Linked DNA regions of Rattus norvegicus: regions 1 and 3 are each linked to region 2. The links are chromatin contacts, called in public Hi-C maps. All regions are on one chromosome and are shown on one strand. The core of a region is the stretch at or near the end of the contact, and the rest is flanking DNA. Distances in the headings are between cores, read along the strand shown. Region 1 has its middle 58 kb from the start of Bach1. Region 2 overlaps Map3k7cl (MAP3K7 C-terminal like). Region 3 overlaps Bach1 (BTB domain and CNC homolog 1).

What was found. A called contact is a pair of places that touch in the nucleus more often than the background predicts.
Region 1: a Hi-C map of liver shows a contact between it and region 2, with 6 times the contacts expected there. The contact joins two enhancer-like sites. A contact is called at or near these places in 10 of 12 Hi-C or Micro-C datasets (the A7r5 cell line, the Rat2 cell line, Schwann cells and 5 more).
Region 3: a Hi-C map of liver shows a contact between it and region 2, with 4 times the contacts expected there. The contact joins two enhancer-like sites. A contact is called at or near these places in 2 of 12 Hi-C or Micro-C datasets (both in liver).

Annotation. Positions count from the first base shown.
Region 1 is chr11:40,482,088-40,484,995 of GRCr8, reverse strand. No RefSeq gene overlaps it. Among named protein-coding and RNA genes, the nearest start is that of Bach1, 58 kb to the right of the region's middle. Within about 2 kb of position 1,510, at least 16 of the 93 cell types and tissues checked have an H3K27ac peak or open chromatin away from gene starts, as enhancers often do. A contact at or near this core is called in the A7r5 cell line, hepatocytes and liver, where this site is marked.
Region 2 is chr11:40,309,494-40,312,272 of GRCr8, reverse strand. The region is part of intron 4 of Map3k7cl (MAP3K7 C-terminal like); the gene reads right to left. Among named protein-coding and RNA genes, the nearest start is that of Map3k7cl, 33 kb to the right of the region's middle. Within about 2 kb of position 1,417, at least 15 of the 93 cell types and tissues checked have an H3K27ac peak or open chromatin away from gene starts, as enhancers often do. A contact at or near this core is called in the A7r5 cell line, hepatocytes and liver, where this site is marked.
Region 3 is chr11:40,456,901-40,459,695 of GRCr8, reverse strand. It overlaps Bach1 (BTB domain and CNC homolog 1), which reads right to left. Exons shown (of 5, transcript NM_001107113.1): 5 at 1,007-2,306. The coding sequence ends at 1,872. Among named protein-coding and RNA genes, the nearest start is that of Bach1, 33 kb to the right of the region's middle. Within about 2 kb of position 1,410, at least 16 of the 93 cell types and tissues checked have an H3K27ac peak or open chromatin away from gene starts, as enhancers often do. A contact at or near this core is called in liver, where this site is marked.

The DNA.
Region 1 (2,908 bases), core at 261-2,760, 170 kb before region 2:
ATTTGCATTTTCCTGTAGATTAAAAGCATTGACCATATTTTATGTATTTATTGGCCATTGGTAACTCTTTGAGAACTGTTTATTAAATGGATTGATCGGTCCACTTATTGATGGTTTTGTTGTTTAATTTTTGCAATTCTTTATGTAATCTAGCTATTTTTTAACTACTTTTAGATTTATGTAATTTTGTGCCCGAGAGTTTTACCTTCACCTATGTCTCTGTAGTACATGTGTGCCCAGTGCTCACAGAGGTCCCACAGAGGTCAGTAGAGGGAGGGAATTGGATCTCATGAAACTGGAGTTCCACACTGTGGTGAACCACTTCATTGGAAATGGCCACAAACTCGAGTCTTGTTTCCTAGGGTCACTTTGCTAGTGTTGAGTCTGGAGCAGTTGACGTCCACAACTGGCTTCACTCTTTCCCCTGTTTTACACACCAGGTCCCTCTGCTGCCCGGACTTCCTGTGCAGCCTGTGGGCTGGGCAGACTCCCCAGATCCTACTCTCTAAGGGTAACTAATGGTTTGCTGGGGAAGGGAGGCCTCTTCCACCCTGACTGAGGATATGAAAACCAGCAACGTAACTAAGATTGGTACCAGGAGGAGATCTATCTTTTCATTTCCAAGACTTGCTGAGTGTCCATCACCTGCTGAAGGGATGAGGGTAAGGTGGATGGCGCTAGAGGAGCCAAGTTCAGCATTGGAACGTGGGCTGTCAGGCTCCGTAGAGGTGAAAGGCAGATTGATAATTCCCGAGACTGAGCCTCCGATGAACACAGGCTCAGAGCGACTCCAGGGTTTTTCTCGGTCGATGAGGTCTTTGCCCAACCTTGTGATTCCCTACCTGTGCTGGGCCTCCTGCAACCTGCCGCCTTCAGCTGGGCCTTCTCTCACACATGCTAAGATGAGGAGGCTCGCTGCGTTCTGGCTGTTCTCTCTTCTCAACCTCTTCTCCTTTCACCCCCGCTAGGTCAGTTTTTAACAACTTGACCTCTCAAGCCAGGAAGATGACCAGCCACTGCCATCTAGATCTTAAGGAGTGACAAGGGCTTTGTCTCCAGTGCTGAACCATCTCCCTGATCTGCCACTAGAGGTGAGGTGGGTGGGACTGTCCTGGGGACTGTCTTATCTCGCCTAACTTTCCTTACAGCTTCAGGTTTGTCCTCCTGCCAGCACACTTCACAGCTCACCACACTGTCATGTCTTTCCCTCCACGTTTAAGGATTCTTGCATTGCCTCATGTGATTAGTGAATCTCCCTGTTCTCCTCTGCAAAGTGGTAGTCGGGGAGGTGACACCCACTATCGTCCTGCCCTGTCCTCAGCCACCGCTGGTCTCCTTCGCCCACCCTGTAAGAGCACAGCACAGCGTCACAAGTAGGAGCTGCCAGACCCAGTGTCTTCTGAAGTTTCACAAACAGCTTAACAATTTCACCGCAGTAGCAGTGCTGGGGTTTGCCATGAGCCAGTGGGAACAACGTGGCCGTGAGATCTGACAGAGCTGTTTCGACATCCAGATTGATGAGTCGGGGAATTCCTATGAAGCATTACACAGCATCCGAGAGCCTTTGCCCTGTTGAAGTTGCTTCTGTGAGTCAGATCGGATTCTTGCTGACCCAAGAGGCAAAGTAAATGTAGAGGAAGTTCTCCGCATTACCTGTCACGAACACCAATTTTGTTTGTCTTTAATTATCTGGGTAACTGCTCTGGTTCCTCTACTTGCCTTTACTGAGAGGCGGAACAGGGACAGACAGAGTATTCATGGAGGCTGCTTTCCCCCCACCCCCATCCCCTGGAGCTGAAGACCAAACCCAGGACCTTGCACACCTCGGAGCTGTTTTTCAAGTACAGCTTCTTTGGCCTGACCTCCCCACTCCCTAAAGCAATGGCTTAGTTATCTGTCCTTGCCTTGTGCCTATCAGCGTCTGGACTGCTGTAAAGTAATGAGGCCTTTCTAATTGATCTGTGTTGCTGCCCTCCTGGAATTAGGAGGGTTGTTTTTAATGCATCTTAAATAGTCAAATCTTCTTTTTAAAATATAACATGTAGATTAACTTCCTAATGTAAAAAACAGGAAAGTGGCTAAGACAGGGGTCTCCAGGATTTTCCAAGGGTACAATTCTACTCTTGAAGATAGTTTTTGACAACCACGTATAAATCAAGCCAGAGTTCATCAGATACACACACATTCACACATTCTCTCTCCTGTCTCTCTCTCCTCTCTCTCTCTCTCTCTCTCTCTCTCTCTCTCTCTCTCTCTCTCTCTCTCTCTCCCTCTCCACTGGTGTTTCTATGCCCATGGACAGCTGTCATTAAAGTCTCTGGACGTGATGGTTTGAAAACTTAAGAGGTGAAAGGTGAGTATAGGGCTGTTGAGTGAGTTAACAAACGTTTACATGGCAGAAGTGGCATTTCAGGGGAGTATGAACACACCATTTGGCATCAGCATGCAACCCCCAAGGGCAAGTTGAAGCCTACCCACCCAAAGGATCCGCAGATCTGCAGAAATCCCCTGCTGGGTGTCACTCAATAAAGGGTGCAGTCTTCTGAGTTCTGCCTCTTTGTATCTCGGGAAGTCCCACTATATAGTTCAGACATGTCAAATTATACCCCAATAACGAATGACCCCAACTCTCAATTGTTCACGACCACACAGGTTTATTAATTTCTTGAGGCGTTCTAGAGAAAGAGGTGGAAGCTTTATCTGTCATCAGCACGAAGAACCTGAGAAAATAGCTCATTGGACTGTGGTAACTGAGAAGTCCTGTGATCTTCCACATGCAAGTTGAAGACTCTTTGCATCCAGACCAAAGGCCGGAGATCCCGTGGAACCCGTGGCTTGTCTGGGCACAAAGACAAACAGTGCCCAAGCAGGAGGAGGTGTATTTTCCTCTGCTCCCTGTTCTTTTCAG
Region 2 (2,779 bases), core at 168-2,667:
ATTTCAGAAAGAGTTAAATACCGTGGCGAAATACAAACAAAAAGAGGGCTATTTTTACAGTCAAGTTTTACAAATAACGTAAGTGCCCTTTCCCACATTACAATGTTCCCTAGATAAACTACTGTTTTCTGTCATTGCTCTGTATCTTAATAAGACATAAACATGTGGGCCTTAGGGTGTTTGTGGCTTCCACATTCTTGTGCTTCACCAGAACTCACTAATGGTATTTGATCCTTTTACCCAATGATAAAAAGAAAACCTCTTAAAACTGGGCAACATATCAAAATAAATATTTCTCCAAGAAAACATAAAAATGTCCCAGAAGCACATGCCAAAGTTGTGCAATATCACAGACATCAGGGAAATATAAATCAAGACCACAATGACACAGCACTCTGTCCGCTAGTGTGGCATTCATCAGACCGGCAGAGCAAGCACTGACAGAAACATGCGACAATTAGAGCTGCTCACAAATGTCTACAGTGACATTCTTCAAATACTAAACAATGAGACTGACCCAAATGGACATTATCCAATGAAAGGTAAATAAGATGTGCACGATGGGATATGACCCACAAATTAAAAGAAGGAAGTCTCGGGGTGCAATGCCTGGGTGGACCCTGAAACACTGTGTTATAATAGTCTGAATCACATCGAAAACATATTACATGATTACGTCCATTTAAAAAAAAATGTCCAGCAACAAGCTGGTAGAGATAAGAAATAGGTATGTTTGCTAAAATGCCTAGCAAAGAGGGACAAGAAGAAGGCCAGCTCAAGACCACAAGATTTCCTTCCGGGCTGATGAAAATAGTCTCCACCCATGATGACAGTTCTTCAGCCCCACAAACACTGCAGAGCCCTGAATCATCAAACAGAAAATTTTCAGTTAGAAGTATCTTTTAATCTTTCATAACTTCTTCCTTTTCTGATGCTGCCAGTCTTCCCAGCATGGTTCATGTAAAGGTTGGAGAAATGTTTTCTCTACCAGACAAGACATAATCATGTCTGGGACTCAGCAACCTTTACCGCTGGTTGTGATTTAATCGTATATTTTAAATCATTCCTGACTGGCAACTGATGCTTGATCTCGAAAGCTATATGATGTACAAAAGGAGCTATCTATAGGGTATGAGAATTCCTATTAGAATTATCAAAAAGACATGACGTGCTATAATATATGCAATTACAAGGAGTACGATCAGAGGCAAACAGACTGAGATGGTTCGCCTAACGTAGAAACTAACTCTATCTATCACTAGTCATAAGCCAGAAATAAATGTAAATAAATGGGTTCTATCCCATGGTGGGAGGACTTGACTATCTTATCCACCCAACAGCCATGACCAGGGACATGTCTACAGGATCCTCCTCTGTGACTGTATGTTCTTCCAAACCTGACCCAGGGAGACCTCCTCTGGAGAGACAAGAAAAGTGCAGCCTCGAGTTCAAACATCAGGCTGTGCTTGAGCAATTACCAAACAGAAAACTTCCTTTTAAAGACACTTCCGAGTCTGTGTGTCCCACTTGCGCAAGCCAGTTGCCAAAGGCATCAACGTCAGACACAGTTTACAAAATGTTGGGAGAGAAATTCTCATCAGAATCATTTTTTTTAAATGGAATGCTAATTGCTTGGGTCAGATCCACGTGGCCTGATTTATCTCACTTGAAAACAAAGACTACTCAGAAAAATCCGTTCCAAAACGAACTACTGGTTTACTACAGGGTGATGAAAACCAATACAGTGGTTAGCGGTGGATGTCATACTGTGATGACTCCAACCACACGTGGTGATTGACAGCTTGTCTTGTAACCCCTACTGACATCAACTCCATGTTCAAATGCAAGACCATGGCAATCCAAACAGAATGTGTGTGTGCATAGGATATTAGTGCAACCTATAACGGGCTACCATAGATCAACCTTATTTGTATTTCACCTCCCTGTGTGAAATATAATCAGCTCCATTGTGAGTGATAAGGATACAAAGAGATGCTAAAGAAAGCGTGTGCCTATAAGAGCAGCAAAGAGTTGTAAAGGCAAGAAGATATTTAAACATGAGTACTGATAGCACTGGCCTCCTGAAAGTTCAAAGGACCATTCCAGTGGCTCCTCCATTGCTAAAGGAAAGATCTAATCACCCTGGGTGAGGACGTGAGATGGGTCTTCCTTGGGGAACTGTTGCCTGTGGAACAGGCACAGACAGGGTTCTGAGAAAGTGAGTAGGTCAATGCAGTTGAGGTGGAGCCAAGGTAGGAAGTTCTACAGAGGTTCCGAGGTTGTGAGATCCAGGCCAGAACTGGCTGTTGAGACTGGGAGTGTAGCTCTGTTGGGAGAGTGCTTGCCTAGCATGCAGAGGGTCTGGGTTTGATTCACAGCACTTCATAACAACACATGTCTCTGATCTCCACAGTAGGAGGTTGAAGCAGAATGATCAGGAGTTTAAGGTCATCCTTGGGGACATAGCACATTTGACTCCGATGGGAAATCCATAAGACTCTATCTCCAGAGAGAGAAGGGTCAGGAAGGAGAGAAAGAGGCGGGAGCTGCTATTAATTTTAAATAAACTTTAAAAAAACACCAGGGAGGAAAACAATTATAATAGTTCACCAAACAATATTTGAAGCAGAAAATCTTCAACCCAGATAGAAGAACTAGCAATGGAGAAAAGGGAGCTTGAGACAATATATGAAATAGAAAAAAATAATAAAATTGTACCTTACATTACAGATAGCAATTGTTTAGAGAATTCAGTTACATTTAGTGAAGGGGTAAGATG
Region 3 (2,795 bases), core at 161-2,660, 150 kb before region 2:
ACATGGGATACATTATCACACAGTGAGCACTCTCTCCCAGGCAAACTGAGTGGACTTTTCGAAGTTTCTAGAAAATAGTTCCAATTTAATTTTCTCTTCCAAAATGAAACACATACTACCCTCCCTCCCTTGCTGCACCCCAAGGGAAAAGGGCAATATCTGCTAACTATGAAATCATGAAATATTGCTGCTGGTCCCCGTATCTTCTCATGGCAAAATCAGCTTGCCACTGACTGGATACCACTCAGGGTAGTGTGCACTCTCCCTCTCCGCCCGACCCTCCCTTCCTCCATCCCTCCGCCCTTCAGTAGATGCAGCATGCAGTGAAGTGTCTCTCTCTGGTATGTGACCCAGAGAGATGCCATCCTATGGACTGTTCCCCTGACAAAGGACTCTACAAGCGCTCCCAGGAGCGACCAGGACTCCTCTGTCAGAGACGTCTGATGCAAAGCGGATTCAGGCTCTCCCCTGATTGAGGACAGACCCTCCCCCAAGTCCTAATGAGATCCTATGTGCCCTAGGCATATAAAGTCTCAGTTCAATGATCTGTTTTGACTACAAACTCCCTCGTGAGTTCAGGACTAGTTGTCCCACAGCTCGGTGTTGAGAATATCTCCAGTTTTAAGGCATCTCACATTCCTTGACGAGGGATATTGAACCTGTATAAACAAGGCTTTGTTTCCACTGCTGAGGTCTACAGAGTGAGGTCCCAGAATGGCTAAGAATCACTGTAAAATGTTACGGGGGGTAACAGATTATTATCTGTTCAGATTATTATCAATTCAATTTCTACCAACATTAAATAAACACAAGATTGATCTTTCAATGCCCAAGTCAAACTGGGGTATGTGCCTTTACACCGTACGAAGTGTGGGAATAGGAAAAACAATAAAAGGATTAAATCTGGTTCTCAAGTGCAAACCCACAATGGACCAAGACGGAATTTTAACGTTTCAAATGCCAGCAGAGCCTCAGGGCCATGTCTGCCTCCAAACTCAGCTTTTTTACACACCACAGTCTTCACAGGATGCCAATAAGCCGCTCTTCCGGTCAATGTGGACATTTCCCTCTCCTTGACCCCAGTGCCCTCGTGGTCATCAGTGACCTGCAATGAGATGACCGACATCCTCATGCAGCTCTCTCCAGGGAGAGGCAGTGACGGTTCTGGCCAGATCATGCACACTAGGGCTGCTTCAGCCTAAATCCCAACTTCTTCCTCCAGGGGACGAGAAAAGTCAGGGAACAGAAAGTTTCTAACAGCCTAGACAAGGTGGAGACTAAAGAGAGGAACAGAAGCGAGAGCAGGGAACGTTACACTTTCTAGTTTGTGCAACCAAAACTCCTAGTCAATACTGAGGACAGCAGAGGCCTCCAGCTCAGGCCAGCTGCGGCCTTTGACTAGGTCCGGCCAGGGCAGCCTGAGTCACCAGGTCCAGCCCATGCTGGACTTTGGTAGGAGCTGAGGAGCAGAGTGTTGGAGTTCAAAGGTGATTTCTTTTCCACATTACAGCTCTGCACTGCTGGGGAGATCCCCACTGTATGGCTTAGGGGGACTCTTTTTTCTGAGCAGGAGGACTGCATGCAGATGCTTTGAGCTGTTGAGATGGACACTGTGGCTTCTATTGCTGTAGTTACTTTGAACACTAGGAAATTATTACCTGGTCACACACAATTTCCCATCATTCAAGAGATAGAGCATGTCATGTCTCCTATGAAAACCAAGGAGAACTCAGGGTCACCTTAAAGAGAAATTCCCTCAATAGAAAGCTACCAGGAGGAAGCAGGGCTGCTAAGACACAGCCACACTAGGCTCTCAAGACAATGCCAGAGCGTCAGAGGGGAATCCGTGAGCTGAAGGACACTCCTGCGGCTTACTCATCAGTAGTACACTTGTCAGACATCTGCTGACAGAAGTCTGAGATCCCAGCACTCTGCCGACAGGGTTCCAACAGCGTGGCCTGCTCCGGGGTGGCTGTGGTGGTTGGCTGAGACTCCTGCACAAGCTCCTGGCGGGCCGCGGTGCTCCCTCGCCCACAGGGAGGTGGTGCAGTTGGAGGCATGTCAGACACACTGAAAACTGAAGTAAAAGGAAGCTCGCCGTCAGGAGTACTTTTTCCTTTCTCAGAAATTAAAAAAGAAAGCGGACAGTCTGAGGCTGAGTACTTGGCGAGGATCTGAATCTGCTCTGGACTCAGTGCGGCTTCCTTGCACACTTGTTGACAAAGTCCGGTAAGGTTCTGCTTTGTCTCCCCGAGCGTTGACAAAATGTGATCTCGCTCCTTCAGCAAGCTCTCCTTTTCATTTTGCTGTGCAGAGAGGAGAGAGCACAATGGTGTTTATTGTGTCCACCGACATCTCTAAGGCAATCAAGCACTCAGTCTACAATGTCTTCTTCAGTAAGATCATGCTGAATGCTGCCTTTCAATCAACTCCAACACACACCCGTGTCAACTCAACAAGCACACTTGCAATGTTTGCTGCAGCACTACTCACGATCTGTAAGTCGGGGACCGACCCAGGCGCCCAACTACAGAGGAAGGGGTGACCTGCATCAGTACGTAATGGAATCTTTTCCACCATTAAAGAAAATGCGGTTATGTTTGCAGGAAAACAGACACGACTGAAGCTTACAATACTTGAATTAAGGTAGGATTTGAAACACCAATGTTTTCTCTTGTATGTGGGTCCTAGATTTTTAGAATCATACAAACCACATATGATATGAAAGCAGAAACAAGTCTAGAGGAACAGAGAAGACTAAAGGGAGTGGAAGGTAAGAAAGGGGATGCAGACTT